Linked DNA regions of Mus musculus: regions 2 and 3 are each linked to region 1. Evidence: chromatin contacts called from public promoter capture Hi-C data. All regions are on one chromosome and are shown on one strand. The core of a region is the stretch at or near the end of the contact, and the rest is flanking DNA. Distances in the headings are between cores, read along the strand shown. Region 1 holds the start of Tcim (transcriptional and immune response regulator). Region 2 holds the start of 1810012K16Rik (RIKEN cDNA 1810012K16 gene). Region 3 holds the start of Erlin2 (ER lipid raft associated 2).

Evidence for each region. Promoter capture Hi-C pulls out the DNA fragments that hold promoters and counts their contacts.
Region 2: a promoter capture Hi-C map of liver shows a contact between it and region 1, with 5 times the contacts expected there. The contact joins the promoter of 1810012K16Rik here to the promoter of Tcim in region 1. A contact is called at or near these places in 2 of 39 promoter capture datasets (both in liver).
Region 3: a contact with region 1 is called in a promoter capture Hi-C map of liver, with 7 times the contacts expected there. The contact joins the promoter of Erlin2 here to the promoter of Tcim in region 1. A contact is called at or near these places in 2 of 39 promoter capture datasets (both in liver).

Annotation. Positions count from the first base shown.
Region 1 is chr8:24,437,176-24,440,323 of GRCm38.p6, reverse strand. It overlaps Tcim (transcriptional and immune response regulator), which reads left to right and starts at 1,378. Exons shown (of 1, transcript NM_026931.3): 1 at 1,378-3,148. The coding sequence starts at 1,428. The coding sequence ends at 1,748.
Region 2 is chr8:22,397,066-22,400,064 of GRCm38.p6, reverse strand. It overlaps 1810012K16Rik (RIKEN cDNA 1810012K16 gene), which reads right to left and starts at 1,344. Exons shown (of 3, transcript NR_045473.1): 1 at 1,082-1,344; 2 at 787-918; 3 at 474-620. It overlaps Slc25a15 (solute carrier family 25 (mitochondrial carrier ornithine transporter), member 15), which reads left to right and starts at 1,444. Exons shown (of 7, transcript NM_181325.4): 1 at 1,444-1,625.
Region 3 is chr8:27,022,531-27,025,491 of GRCm38.p6, reverse strand. Erlin2 (ER lipid raft associated 2) reads right to left here and starts at 1,673. Exons shown (of 12, transcript NM_153592.3): 1 at 1,586-1,673; 2 at 314-435. The coding sequence starts at 420.

The sequences.
Region 1 (3,148 bases), core at 129-2,628:
TTGGACATCTCCTGGGATTTTGTAGAAGTTCCCTGCCCGTTATGTGCTTGAGCAACTCTGGCGCATACTTATCCACAGTGAACATTTCTTTCAGGTAATAGGAAGACACTGTAATTTCACATAATAGTCATATCTTCAAGTAATAAATTAAAAGTTGAAGATAGCATCATTCTGATTATGCTGAGTGATTCCAAAGTAGCCTTCAAAACAAAAGGTTTTGAAAAATGCAAAAGGTTTTGACATATGCAAAAATGTCTCACTCCTTTCTCCTAGTGAGACATAAACTTTATTAAGGTAAAATAAATGATTTTATTTCTATTTTATTCATTTAATTTAATTCTGAGACAGGGCATTCATTCCTGTGTAGTTCAGTCTGTCCTGCAGCTTGCTAGCCTGCCTCAGCCTTCTAAGACAGATGGGGTTATAGGTGTGTGATTTTCTTGACTATAAGTGAAATAACATTAAAAGTCCATTCTAGTTTCTTGGAGGACCAGAAAGGAGAGTAGAGATTTGAATCATAAAGAGGAATCTCTAGGTCAGAGGAAGGTGACATTTAGCATAGAACAGCTGTACGTATCTGAGTCTTGTGGATAGCAAAAGTAATAGATTAAAAGCGTGTAATGAAGATAGCAGCATTCTGATAATGCTGAGTGACTCCAAAGTAGCCCTCAAAACAAAAGATCAGCTCATTCCTTGTGGGCATTAAGTACCCACAGCACCACCATTAACCTTTGCTCCTTGCTTTTGAATAGTTGTTGCTGTCAATACTTACACAAGCTGGGGAGCTACCATCTGCCGCTATTACTGTTTAAATTGCAGTTCCCAGCAGAAATTACATACAGCACTCAGGTACAGTTTGAGATTTGTGCTTTCGGGCTGAGCCATGTCAGTAAACTTTAGCTCCAGAGTCAGACTTCCTGTCCTCCCAAGCATTTTTTTTTTTCTTCTGACTTCCTCACCCTCACCCTGATAGGGACAGGCAAAAGGCACACAGACCTAGGCTGCCAGGGTCTGGCCCACACTTTAAAACTTTTGTACTAATTGAAACTCTGTTGAGCTTGGCAGAACTCCTTGTTTCAATCGTAGGCAAAGATTTGGAGCCTTTTCTTTTCTCTCTCTCTCCTGATTTCGGCTTCTGGAAGGAAGAGCCAGTTTGTAAGGCACAATGCCGTCTGAGGTGTAAAGAGGCAAGCTTGTAGCCAGCTATCTCTAAACAAGCTTTGAAATGCATTCTAGCATCCGGAGCCAGATCTTTGGCAAGGCAACTGTTAATGTTCTGTGGTTTTTTCCTCCCTGGGATCAATGTGACGTCACCAGTGTAATTTGAGTCCCGAGCTTTGTTCACCCTTTAAATAGCCGTCCTGGGACGATTTTTACAACAGACTCCCCTGGAAGTGCCCAAGCTGAGCCGTGGAAGACCCACATCGATGAAAGCCAAGCCAAGCCATCAAGCCACCAGCATGTCCTCGTCTCTTCGAGTAAGCCCGTCCATCCACGGCTACCACTTCGACACAGCCGCTCGCAAGAAAGCTGTGGGCAACATCTTTGAGAACATAGACCAGGAGTCCCTGCAGAGGCTCTTCAGGAACTCCGGAGACAAGAAGGCAGAGGAGCGGGCCAAGATCATTTTTGCCATCGACCAAGATTTGGAGGAGAAAACTCGAGCCCTCATGGCCCTGAAGAAGAGGACAAAAGACAAGCTTCTTCAGTTTCTCAAACTGCGGAAATATTCCATCAAGGTACACTGAGCACAGCAGGCTGGGCAAGAGCGTATCCACCAATGGACCTTTAAAGACCCAGTGAGCCTGCCAGCTCTGGCACGGGCAGTGTCCCGCGAAAAGGCTTGAGAGCTTCCTCCGACAGGACCCCGAGGATGGAAAGGGACATACATAACTCACCAGCTACACAGACTTGCAACTCATTGCAGCCCTGAGCTGTCCCACTGGGAGCCAAGTGCCTTCAGCAGGCGTTGAGAACTCTCACAGCAGGAAAGGACATAGCCTGAGAGGATGGAGGCACTGACCAGAACACTGCGTTTGTGGGGACTGAGTGCACGCACCCAGGGCCGTTGGCAAGGCCCTAAGACTAAACTCAAACCTAACTTGGTTTTTGTTCTTGTTGTTCGGTTTATTATTTTGTTTTCTTTTTTCTTTTCTTCCTTTTTTCTTTTTTTAAATATTGAAGTGGGGAGGGAGGGAAGAGAAGGAATATGAAGCATAAGTGGTTTACTGAAGTTTTGTGTGTTTTTTTTTTTAAATCTGAATGTTTAAAAATGTGGCTAAATCTCCGTGCTGTTTATTGGTCAAGATTTTTAGAGATCAGTAATTGTCTGCTTGCATTGAATACAATGGCTAAGACAGTGCACCCCCTGCTGTTAAAGTCAAAGAACTGGATGCCTGGCCCAGCCCAGTAAAACCCCACAGCATGGGCTATGTTTCTACAGGATTTGTACACACTTCAAAATGGTTTGCACAAAGCTGAAATAATGGGGCCCTTCATAAATCCGAAGGACTGTGAACAACTTTCGAATGTGCTTTTTAAAACTCTCTGACTAATGCTAAAATCTAATCTAATTAAATGTCCTCCAGACACTGTAGTAAGCATTAGGAAATGAATATGGGGGATTTTAGAAGGATGCTGTGGGTTTTTTAAAATTATTTATTATGCATTGTAAGTGATACATAGCCCTAATAAATTATTATCAACTTAGCTTCTCTTTGCTCTGTGGTGATCCGTCCCCAAGGGAAAAATATAGGATGGTAAATTTTGATCATTGTAAACTTTTCTAGGGGTTGACTCTAAATCTTCCAGAGTAGCTTTATGCTGATTGCCAAACTTTTCCAAAACAAGTTACAGCGCCAAGTGTCTACAGAGCCTTCTCCCCGCCCCCATTTTAAACTTCATGGCATAGAGTTTCCCACAGAGTAATTTGGCAATATTGCTTTTATATATCCATAATCTATCTTCATTTTTCGTGAAATTTCTCCTCTGTCACTACAGCAGATACATACCCATTTATTTCTTCCTAAACGGTATGTTTTGAAGTTCGAGTGAATTATGATGAAGTTTCTGTGGGTCATTATAACATTAATATCTCTCTCCTTATTCCAGTATAATTTATAATAAAGCATTTCTAAAAAGGCATAAG
Region 2 (2,999 bases), core at 95-2,594, 2.0 Mb after region 1:
CAACTTTGCCTTGCAGCCTCCACAGGTGCCAGCATGCATGTTTTCATACATACACATCAATTTCAGAATTAAAGGAATCTTTAAAAACGTGAAAAGGCTCATAGGGAGGCTGAAGCGGAGTGGGAAGCTGGTGGTGTAGGGGTCACATGACCCTGAGACTCTTCCAATTGAATAGGGCTAGAGTTAAAGATAGTTTTATCACTCCTGTGAACCACAGTTTTCTTAAGTATTCCCTGCTCCTTTTGATTTTATGATTCTTTTTTAAAGATTTATTTTATTTATGTGTAGTGTGTGTGTGTGTGTGTGTGTGTGTGTGTGTGTACCCCTGAAGGAACCTGCAGATGCTTACAGAAGCCAGACGGGGGAGCTGGATACACACCAGCGCTGGACTTGGGCGCTACCAGATGTGGGCTAAGAACTGAATTTTAGTTTCGTTCTGTTGCAGCAATGAAACACTGTTGCCTAAACTGCAGCTTGGAAAAGGTTTATTTGGCATTCTCTTCCAGATTGACGGAAGGCAGGAAGTCAAGGCAGAAGCCATGTAGGAATACAGATTACCGACTCACTTTCTTGGTTGATCTCTGGACGATGCTTTTTTCCCCCCTCCAATCCAGGACTTCCTGCCAGAGGAATGACACCACCCATAGTGGGCTGGGCTCTCCAGCATCAATTACTGATCAAGACATTGCTGCTACGGACCTTTCCATCCTCAGACTGACTGGATTTAGGCAATCCCTCTACTGATTCTAGGCTGAGTCAAGTTGATAAGTATCAAAGGTTCTTTACCTCTGCGCCCTCACTCCAGCGTCACTTTGAGCTTCTAATTAAAGCCTCAGGAATATATCGCTGGGAACTATAAAACCTGCAGCGGCAGCTTATATTGTTGTCTTTTCCATAATGTTCCTGGGAATGGATTTCCTTAGGGGAGAAAGAATGAAACCTAAAGCGACACAAAATAGACAATCAGACAAGCAACTAAAACCTAGGGATGTAGCTCTGTTGGCAGAGCGCTTGCCTAGCATGCAGGAAGCCCCACGTTTCATCCCAGCCACCTCACAAATCCAAGCCTGGTGGAACAAACCTGAAATTCCTTCTCTTGGAAGGGGGAGGTAGGAAGATCAGGAAGTTCCTGACCACCCTCAGCCATATAGCAAGTTAAGCCTGGGCTATGCGAGACCCTGTCTGTAGACAAATAAACAGATGATTTAAAAAGCTGCCCATAAGGGAACTTATAGTTCACCACTACCATTCTAGTACTTTCCATTTACTGTTAAAGCCACAGCCTCCTGGGGCTGGATAACGCTGGGAGACCTCAAGGTGAGTCCTCCCGGAGGCTGCCAGCTCGGCAGTCAGCGAGGAGAGCAGATTTCCGTTTCCTTGGCCAGCCTTCGGGAGGGAGGGGCGGAGGGGGCCTCGCGTGGGGGAGGGCCGGTAGGGCGGGACTTCGAGAGGGCGGGCCCTCAGGAGGGCGTGGCCTCCGGAGGGAGGGCTGGTGGAGGGGGTCTCAGGAGGGAGGGCCCGAGGGCCGGACCCACAGGGCGACCTTAAAAATTGCCCGGGGGCCCGCGGCCGCCAGCGGAGCGCGCGGGCGGCAGAGGGCGAGCCGGACACAGCCAGGCGCGGCGGTGAGGCTGCGGGAGCGGGCGGGAGCGAGCGAGTGGGCGACCGGCCCGGCTGGGGAACGCGGCTGACAGTCCCCGCCCTGCCGCACACGTGCCGCGGCTCCGGGCGCGCGCACCGGGCTCGCTGCGGGGTCCCGGGAGACGCGGAGGTTCGGGCGGGCGGGCGCGGTGGCCAGTGTGCGCGCGCTGCGCGGAGCAGAGCAGAATCCGGGTCAGGCCGGGTGAAGCGCTCCGCAGCTGCGGCAGTAGTTGGCACCCCGGTTGTCCCGGGCTGGGCCCGAGGGGTTCGATTGATGGTGGTGGCAGGCAGGCGGCCTTCTGCAGCCCAGCTGCAGCTCCAGCTGCAGCTCCAGACGGGTCCCTCCTTAGCGAAAGGCAGCCTCACCTGCGCTGAGCACCCGGGAAGTTCTTTCTGGCACCCTAGGAACCAGTGGTTGTGTCGGCGGCGTTGTTTCTGGGACTGCTGGGTAGTTTGAAGGAAGAGGGTGAGACGCTCAAAGGATTCGGGGTTTCTACTCCAAATGGTACAGCAGGCTCCTAAATTAGTTTAAATCCGCGCAGACCGGTCTGGTTTTTGCAGGTCCTGCATATCCCCCAAGCCACAGGTGATACTCAGGTCCTTGTGCATTCTTTCTGGGTTCATCTGTTAGTAGCGTTTCTGTCTTCTATAATTTGACAGATACCCCTGAGAAGGGGGCTAAGTGTTAAGAGTACTTTCCTGGTATGCAGGAAGTTAGGTTTAATTCCCAGCACGGGAAAGCACTTAAAAAAATATATCTTTTTAAAATTGTAATTAACATCATTTCCTCCCTTCCCTTTTCTACGCCTAACCCCTTCGGTGTAACCATATCCCCTACCCCCTTTCAAATTCATGGCCTCTTTTTCTCAGGACATATAATGCTACTTGTCTCTATATGGTGGATAACCAACTGGGGACTGTACTCTGGGGAAGACTATGCCCCCATTCCCAGCTTTCCTTACTCGTTTGTAGTTCTTTGTCAAGGGTTGAGACCCCCTCCCCCGAGATTTCCTTATCCATGTTAGTGTGTCTATTGCTTTCATCCTCATGTAGGTCTTGTCCCCAAGTTGATGCGACTTCATGGCCTTTCTAACATTTCTAGGAGACTCAAGTTCACAGCAAACTTACTGTCCCTTTGGCTCTTGGAGGGGGGGGGGGGATTAAAGGTTAATTCTGCACATATTATTTCTCTAGGACTTGAAATGTTTTCATTTGGTGTATGTGAAAGGGTTGGATTTATAGTGACTGCCTAATTAGATACACTTTTCTATGCCTCCAAAGTTAGTAAAGAATAGTTCCTGAGGAAACAAATGAACACATTGAAGCTCCTCTGAGACCACTGTGGATACTCCCCACCA
Region 3 (2,961 bases), core at 424-2,923, 2.6 Mb before region 1:
AACATTCACTTTAAAACAGTCTCTCAAGTTAGCAGAGTACACTTCTCAAGTTGCCATCAAGCACTGGGACTGTGCCAACTTTTGGAGAAGCAGCCTTGCAGGGTGGAGACAAGATTCTTCAGGTGATGAAAGAGAAAACTATGTCAAGAGATGATCTTGGAAGAGCAATGGTTCCTTCAGATTTTGCTTTTAAACCCACAAATTCATATCAGCAGCACCTTAAAATACTAAAGGCAGTTTTAAGTTTATAGACTTAAATAAAGACACGCGTGCACCTTATAAGCGGTGAGGGAGCCATCTGTCTCTGCCTTACCTGTAATATACTCCAATATGTCCCTCTTCTATCTTGTGCACAGCTGAGAAGAGAGATGCACAAAAGAAACTGGAAGCCACGGCCACAACAGCTCCCAACTGAGCCATCAGTGAACCTGTATCCTAGAGAGAAGATATGGGACAATGTGTAGCCTGACGTACAGGAGAGCCACCAAGCTGAAGCTCACGTAAAGTGATTCTGGGGCAGCCTGCTGTAACACACACACACTACTTGCCAGATCTACAACTCACTGTGTCCTTGTTCTCAGTCAACATTCCGTTCCTTAACTGTGGAAGTATAATTCCCATTGAAGCAAGGGGGCATTAGCTCCAGAAACAGCTATACCTAAGAGAGATTTGGTGCCATTTGGGCAAGGTTCAAAACACAGCCTTCTCTCCCCTTCACGTTAACATGTTGTCAACAGAGCCATTTATACTTGTAAGGAAGAGAGGCAGCTGCAGGGTGCTGGCCCAAATTACAGAGGATGTCAAATGACAGGCAGCTGTGGCTATGTATTTCTGGTCAGAGCCTCCTACTTCTAATTGCCTGCCATTTCGAAGGAAACCACCAGTCATTCCCTTAGGACCCTGAGGGGGGGAAGAGAGAGAGGGAGGGAGGGAGAGAGAGAAGAGCAAGCAACTGAGTTCCGACGTAGGATTCTCTCTCTGATCTGTCCTCCACCTTCTCTGTTGTTCCTTTGGACTTAAACGGGACAGATCTCTATGTAAAACTGTAACACATTCTCCCATATCCTTTGCCCCCGCAAGCCCCATGGTTATAGGAAACTGGAAATGTCTCAGGCTGGAGACTCTGGACTACTCCGAAGTGAGGGTGGGGTGGGGTGGGGTGGGATGTCCCCAAATGTCCAGGGTCCCAGATGCCACAGAGTTACATGTAGACACTCATTTCCTGAACCCTGAAGGATCTGGAAAACACTACAGTGACGGACGTGCACACCGGGCACAGGGCACGGAGTCCACCTCTCAGGTCTGACTAATTTACTTATTTTTTACCGTAGCGGCCTTCAGCTACCGAGCAGCAGGAGTGTCCTCTCTGCAAATGTCCTCACTACCACCCCAAAGCCACCTCTTGCCCTTTCCCCGCCCTCCTCCGCGAGGCAGACACGGCCGAGAGCTTCCGCTCGGACCCGTGGGCAGGGGACTGGACTCCCGGGTGGGCGAGCTGAGGGGGCTCAGGACGTCAGCTCCAGCCGCGCCCACCCCCCGAGCCTCAGCGATGCCGAGCGTGCACGGAGGGGCGGCGGCCGCGTACCAGGCTGTCCCTCCAGGCGCTCCGTACACAGCCGAACCCCCGTGCAACCGTAGAAACCGCCACACCCCTCAGCACCCTACTTCCTTCCGGGCCAGTCGCTTCGATGACGCCATCAGTCCGCGCGCGCGCAAAAAATAAAAAAAATAAATAAATAAAAAGAAGACCCCGCCCACACCACACCCCTGTGCTCGTCCGGCCGCTCCGCCCCCTCGCGCTGCGAGCCGCAGTGTTCGGCGGTGGCGCCAGGGGACGCTCGCGAGCTGGCACACTGGCTGCGCACCTAGGCTTGCGGGTTTTAGGATGCCCAGGGCTGGCAGAGCGGGCTCCGGACACCAAGGCTCTGGTATCACCTTCCGAGGCGCTGGCTTCGGAGGTTGCTAGAGATTCTCCTTCGCTTCAAGTCCGAGCTGGATTTCTTTTCTTCTTCCGGAGCCGGGATCAATGCGATGCAGCGTTCTTGTCCTTCTGCTCGCTTCTTTTCCTGCTGCATTAGCCGAAGGAAACTTTCAAAGGTGCAGATTATGACGTCGCCAGTCAACAGTCCTACTCTGAGTTGCCCTTTATACTTTTCTGAGAGCTTTGTTTGGCCTTGAGGTCCCCACAGCAACATAAAGTAATTAACAAGGAATTATTGTTCCGATTTTTAATGAACGGATTCTGAAATCTGTGAGTGCTGAGGTCAACAGCAGTTGTTGAAAACTTAGCATTTCCTTAATAGTTCGGGCTTCCTGTCTTGCTTAACACATGCCATGGTGAGCTTTTGTCTGTCATCTGCACCCCCCCCCCCCCGGGGGGGTATAGCAGACCAGGAAGAAAACGTTTTTCCTAGCCTAAAGCCCTCACATGACCTCACCCTGCCATAGCGTTACCTTTGGACATTCATACTGGGCCTTTTCTCCGTTTTGTCCTGGGGCTGGAACTAAGGGCTTTATGGCTGTCCTCTATCCCCAATCTGCTTCTTTAGCAGGAAATTTCTAAACCGGCCACTGCAGTCATTTTGTTTGCAGGCCAGGAAGTGCCCACTTTAACTCCTGCTTTTAGTACATGAAAAGGCTTTTCCGTACAGTAGATGGCCAGTGGTCAATGTCCGACGATTTTAGGACTCAGGAAAAGAAGAGTAAAGGAACCCCTTTGTCTTCTCCCAAAAGCCAAGGCACTGAAACTGAATTCAAAGTTCCGGGAAGCCAGATGTTTGGTGACAGCAGAAGAAAAGCAGCTGCCCCCAATCCCAGACACCCAGTGGCTGCAGAAGAAGACAACAGACCAAGTAGTTTCAAAACAGCTTGTCTAAGGGACCCAGCAAACTCCCCATTCTGCCCCTAAAGATCCCCCTCCCACTTCCCGATTCTTAGCTACAAAACCTGAGGCTTGAAGCA